Regions from separate parts of the Capsicum annuum genome. Here region 2 is linked to region 1. Evidence: chromatin contacts called from public Hi-C data. All regions are on one chromosome and are shown on one strand. The core of a region is the stretch at or near the end of the contact, and the rest is flanking DNA. Distances in the headings are between cores, read along the strand shown. Region 1 overlaps LOC107868176 (probable serine protease EDA2). Region 2 has its middle 46 kb from the start of LOC107868174.

Region 1 (3,146 bases), core at 433-2,932:
ATATTTTTTCATTATAAGGATACATACTTAACTCTCGATATATAGTTCCAATTTTGAATCTATCGAGATATATAATACATCCAACGAAGGTATATTTTTTCTTTTGTAAAAATACATAATTAACTCCTGGTACATTTTTTTTTTATTTAAATATGTCGAAATACATAATTATCTTTCGATACATTCAATGAAAATACATAATTAATTAAAATTTTTGTAATTACTTTATAATGATGAAAATTTGTATAGTATAATAAGTTACAGATGTATATTTATATTATATTTCTTTTGTTTTTATAAGAGAAATCTCCAACAGCTAGTTGGCTTACGATTTGAAATTTGATGGGTTAAGACCTGCCCTTTTACCTTGGCTGAAGTGCACAAATATTCAATCAGGGGATCACCGGTTAGTACGTAAAATTTGTAAGTCTAGTCACTTTGAAATAACTTCAGATATGCGGTAACTAAAATTTCATATAGCTAAAGATGAGAAACGTAGGACTGGAATTCAATCATTTCTACGTAAACTTCAATAGTATATGACTATATCGAGTCATTTTTGTCCGAACTCTAGCTAACTTCAGATATTTAGGCTTGACACCTTATGTTGTTTCGAAGTTTTAAAAATTGGGTATAAGTTAAATACCAGTATCCAAATAGAAAACCCACCTAGCTTTTCGGGTTGACTCACCAAAGAAGGTAACTCATATTTGTCACCACTCCAAAAAGCACCCAAGGCATAAAATTAGGGTTGTGCAAAACTCGATTTAACTAATAAATCAAATCAAAAAAATTGTTATTGATTTATCGATACCGAATTATTGAATTAACAATTTTTTAAATGTTTTAGAATTTTTTTATTAAAATATCGGTTTGATTTTCGATTTTAGTTAACGGTTAAATCGATAACCCAATAAGATTATATTAAAATTATATTGTTATCCGTAATTATATAATAGTGAATTTATATTTTAACTATATACCCTATTATTTTTTATATGTTATTGTTGTTATCTTAATGTTGTTCTTTTCTTTATAAACTTGTTGTAATTCCACCCATTACTATAAACTATAAACCTAAATTGATTTTCTTTTCTGAAAAATAGTTATCAGTTGTTACTGCATTCAAGCTCACTGCTTAATAAAAAAAAAATTGTTTTAGTAATAATGTATTTGAATATATATGAACATATAAAAATAAGAAGAGAAGTGCAGAAAAATAAAGAAAACATTTTCTTATTGATTAAACCGATAAATGAAACCGGTAAGAACCACAACCGATGAACTGAAAACCGATAATAAGTATCTAATTGATTTGGTTATCGATTTAGCATGTTGACAAATCGAAAATCAATAAATCAAATCGACCGATGCACACTCGGTATGAAACCAAAATGTCTGTGTAGTTTACATTTTCTTTCCTTTTTCCTAGGAAAACCAGATTTCCAGCCATAGCATTATGTTAAAAATACTCAAATAAGTGAAACGCCAGTCAATTCCGCCTTAAGGCCATCTCTGACGCTGCCATTATTATAGAGGTATGGGGTTCGCGACAAAGAAAGATTCCACATACCCCACGGTGAAGCCGTGAGCCATGGTTCTGCTAACACATTACATAATGCACTACTCTTACGAAAGGAAACTCAGAGAAGACATTTTTTTCATATTTAGTAGCAAGTCGCAGTACACGAAATCAACTGATACAGATAACATCGTTCATGGCTGACCAACTATAAATCTGTCCAGGACGAGATACATAATTTAGTGGTTTGTTTAAAACGACATAAAGTATGCACGCGTCAATTTGTATAGCTCTAAGATGATGTTTTCACATTGAGCTCCTACCTAAATCCTGGCATTGCGACAACCACAAATCGATATGTTCAACAATCTTTTCCCTTACTTTCCGAATTGCATCAGGGGAACTGCAGTTTTTAGCATCACCTGTGGATATGAAAGAATTGTCATAAAATGCATTTCACAAACCATAATTTCAAAGACAGGTTGACGATCAATGCACACAATCACGCTGGTAAACTTTGTGACATGATATGAAAAAGAAGCATCTAGAATTGGAACACACTACAGCTAATTGGGTTGTTGTTGTTGTTATCGTGTGTGGAGACTGGAAGCTGTATTCAGACAATTATCCGATTTGATGCAAACATCGACTAATTTTATTTAACTTTGGCTTTCCAATTCTCTTTAGCCTCAACGTCGCAACTGCTCTGCCACAATCTCTAATATTACCCAACTTGATGTCAAATATAAAAAAGACATGGTCAAGGCTGTGAACATTTTCACGATTACACTTAAATACGCCTTGCATCTTCTCCAAACTCGTCTTACAAAATTCATCTGCTCCTAAGATTACCCTCACTAGAAACTGCATTTTATGTGGCAAACCAGGTGAAAAAAGGTAATTTTCTTTGACATCTTACTTATGCTTATTGCTTTCCACACACCCTCTTGTTCACCCCCCTTAGGATAATCCTACGTGATAGGATCTGACAGTTTCTTCCATTGACATTCACAATTAGTTTCTCATTGTATTGCAAGTTCAGAGTCATAGTTGACAACAACATAATTAGAGGTGTTAAAAAAATTTTAAGACCAATAACTGCAGCAGTGACCAAAGAGATCAATTTAAGAGTAAATAGAAAAATAGCAAGCAAAGGAAAAGGAAGGATGGGGGTTTAAGTAAGCTAAGTTGCTCGGACTCAGCTTCAGGTGTCTGATACAGATGAGGCGGATCTAGAGGTCGGATCCTTCATGATTTAAATTTTAAGATTTGAGGGTACGGATCTAGGTACGGGGATGGGTGCAGGGATTCAGCTTTAAATAATTCAAACATCTAAAAAATAGAGTTACATATCTAAATTATGAGACATTGTACAAGGTATTCCCAGGAGAAAATATTGATCAAGATGAGAATCCTAGAAGAAGATAAAAAGGAAAAGGACTGACAGAAATTTATGTATACAAGCTATCCCATTTTCTTCAGATTCACCCTAGCTTTTGTTTTCATTACAGAAATTATTGCACCTATCCCTCGATTTTGGTCAGAGTACCCAAAATTGGTTGACCAAATCTGGTACGGAACCCACACCCATGTCGTGTCAACACTGGTGCAGCACCGAAAGTGA
Region 2 (3,146 bases), core at 318-2,817, 53 kb before region 1:
GGCCGTTTTCCACAGCTCAAACCTGTGACCTCGTGGTCACACGACAACAATTTTACAAGTTACCCCTTTGCCTTTGCTTCACAACATGGAAATGAAAGCAAAACACTTTCTGGATAAAGCATTTAATGAGATTAGCAAAAAACACTAAACCAGCATCCAAAAATTGGAAGAAAAAAGATCCAATCTAACTATGCCTCAATCCTAACAAATTCCCAAATCCTCAACATCAATTTCACTCAATTTAGTATTTTCGCAATGTAAAATGAAGGCAAAATTAGAAACTAATTTGTCAAAATGACCAAAAAAAGCACGTGATTGTGATTAATCAATTTTACCAGTGACTCCAAAGCTCCCCTTCACTTTCACAATATGGAAATGAAAGTAAAATGCTTTAGGGATAAAAATACTCATGCGATTAGCAAAAAATATACTAAACTAGCATCCAAAAATTCAAAAAATCAATCAACTAAACCTCAATCCTAACAAATTCCAAAATCCTCCATACCAATTTCACTCAATTTAGTACCTTCTAATGCAAAATGAAACCAAAATACAAAACTAATTTCTATACAGCATTTCCCTTGCAGAAATGCAAGAGGTTGTTTACACCGCTCGAATCCCATGACAACAACTTTACCCGTTAATCCAAGGTTCCCCCTCGCTTTCACAATATAGAAATGAAAGCAAAAATCAATTTTGTGACGAAATACTTATGAGACTATCAAAAACTACACTAAACTAGCATCCAAAAATTGCCAAAAATCAATCTAACTACGCCTCAATCCTAACAAATTCCAAAATCCTCTAAACCAATTCCACTTAATTTACTATTTTCACAATGCAAATAAACTCAAAATCACTACACAAAACGACAAAAAAAAAACAATTTTGTGACAAAATACTTATGAGATTATGAAAAAACACTAAACTAGCATCCAAAAATTGCCAAAAATCAATCTAACTACACCTCAATCCTAACAAATTCCAAACTCCTCTACACCAATTTCACTCAATTTACTACTTTCACAATGCAAAATAAACTCAAAATCACTACACAAGACGACGAAAAAAACAAAGATTAATTCAACTAAACTAAACTCAACTCACTTGCGATCGCATAGAACAAGCGAACCACCATCGAAACATATAAAACAAACATCCTCCTCCTCATCTTCCTCCACCACCACTCTCTGCACCTTCACCGCCGCCGCCGTCTTCCCCTGTCCACGTGGCGGCCTTCCTCTCTTCCTCTTCTCAACTCCGCCGACGACGATCACGTTTCCGACCGTACCAGCTCCGCCGCCTCCGGCAGTAGCAGCAACCGCACCACCGCCACCTCCTCCGGCGACTACTCCTTCAGCTCCTGTGAAGGTAACCGGGGCGACGATCGGCGGAGATTCATCCATATCTGGAAATTTTAATTAGATTTTTAATTAAATTTTTCGCTTTTTTTTTTAGTGGAGATATACAAAACCCTACACGGAACGTGAAGTGTCAGAGTTGGGGTAATGAATTATGTGAATGAACATTCGTCATTATTGACTGTTTATATAAATGTTATTGTACAATTTCTTTTGAGTATATAAAGGGGTAGACTTTACACTTTTTCGATTAGTGTTTGATTGAATAGTATACTATACTAGTAGTTGGGTAAGTATGTAATAAAATTTTGTGAACTAAAACCGACAAAAAGGACTACACGTGTAATGTGTTTATTTTGTGTAATAAACCCATGACAATTTTTATTTTTATTTTTTAGTTGGTGTTTAGTATTTACTCTGAGATTGATCGGTTTGAATTTACATTGAAAATTTTTGAATTTGACATTTTGTATTTGTTTTGGGATTAACTCATTTGAATTATGTCGGAAAGTTTTGAATTTGGTGTTTCGTATTTACGTTTGAAATTGACTGATTAAAATTTGTGGCGGAAAATTTTAAATTTGGTATTTTGAATTTACTTTTGAGATTGACTGATTTAAATTTGTGTTGGAAAGTTTTAAATTTGGTATTTCGTATTTACTTTGAGATTGATTGATTCGAATTCTTGTATAAAAGATCTTGCATTTGGTGTTTTGTTATTTACCTTGAGATTGACTGGTTTGAATTTATGTCAAAAAAATTTGAATTTCGTATTTCGTATTTACTTTTGGGATTAGCTGATTTGAATTCGTGTCGAAAAGTTTTGAATTTGATATTTTGTATTACTTTTGAGATTGACTGATTTAAATTTGTGTTGAAAAGTTTTGAATTTGGTATTTCGTATTTAGTTTGAGATTGATTAATTCAATTTTTTATCGGAAAGATCTTGCATTTGGTGTTTTGCTATTTGCTTTAAGATTGACTGATTTGAATTTATGTTGAAAAATTTTGAATTTAGTATTTCGTATTTACTTTTGAGATTAATTGATTTAAATAGAGGTGTGCATCGGTCGGTTCAGTTCGTTTTTATATATTATCGATTTGGTTTCTCGATTTTTGATTTTTAAATATGCTAAACCAATAACCAAATCAATAAGATATTTTTTATCGATTTTTGGTTTATCGGTTTTTAGTACTTAACGGTTCGATTTTCGGTTTAACCGATAAGAAAATATTCATAAAATAGAAGTAGTAGTAACTAACATGAAAAAAAAATTGAATCTTAGTTGCCATAAAAAATTCTACATGATGTGTTTTAATTTACACGAACCTTCAAGTTTGAACTAAAGGATGTTAGGAGAAATTAAGAGTTTGCATAATTGAAATAATAAATTTGTTAATTTGTAGAAATTAACGAGAAATTAAGAAAAATATATAATAAGTCATATATATATATATATATATATATATATATTAGTTTAGGTGTACGCGTCTTGCACGTATACCTCACTTTAATGAGTTCAAACATTACATTAAATAAGATATTTGTTTAAATAATAAAAATGAATATAACAATTAAATTTAATATCTTTTAAGTAGATAAAGATGGAGAATTTATTTATTAAACCTAATCTTTACCAAAAAAAAAATTAAAAGTCGATCGATATTCATCTACCATTTGTAAATTGCAACAAAATAATACAATGATAGAGACATCAAAATAATACAATTAAATCTAATTTTTACACACAAAAATTTTCTCAAAGTCGTCTGACACTCATCTAC

Evidence for each region. A called contact is a pair of places that touch in the nucleus more often than the background predicts.
Region 2: a Hi-C map of leaf shows a contact between it and region 1, with 3 times the contacts expected there. The contact joins two enhancer-like sites. A contact is called at or near these places in 3 of 5 Hi-C or Micro-C datasets (bud and leaf).

What each region holds. Positions count from the first base shown.
Region 1 is chr4:18,006,412-18,009,557 of UCD10Xv1.1, reverse strand. LOC107868176 (probable serine protease EDA2) reads right to left here. Exons shown (of 12, transcript XM_016714781.2): 12 at 1,644-1,944. The coding sequence ends at 1,829. Among protein-coding and RNA genes, the nearest start is that of LOC107868176, 15 kb to the right of the region's middle. Within about 2 kb of position 1,682, at least 1 of the 5 cell types and tissues checked has an H3K27ac peak or open chromatin away from gene starts, as enhancers often do. A contact at or near this core is called in leaf, where this site is marked.
Region 2 is chr4:18,058,897-18,062,042 of UCD10Xv1.1, reverse strand. It overlaps the pseudogene LOC107868175. Among protein-coding and RNA genes, the nearest start is that of LOC107868174, 46 kb to the left of the region's middle. Within about 2 kb of position 1,567, at least 5 of the 5 cell types and tissues checked have an H3K27ac peak or open chromatin away from gene starts, as enhancers often do. A contact at or near this core is called in leaf, where this site is marked.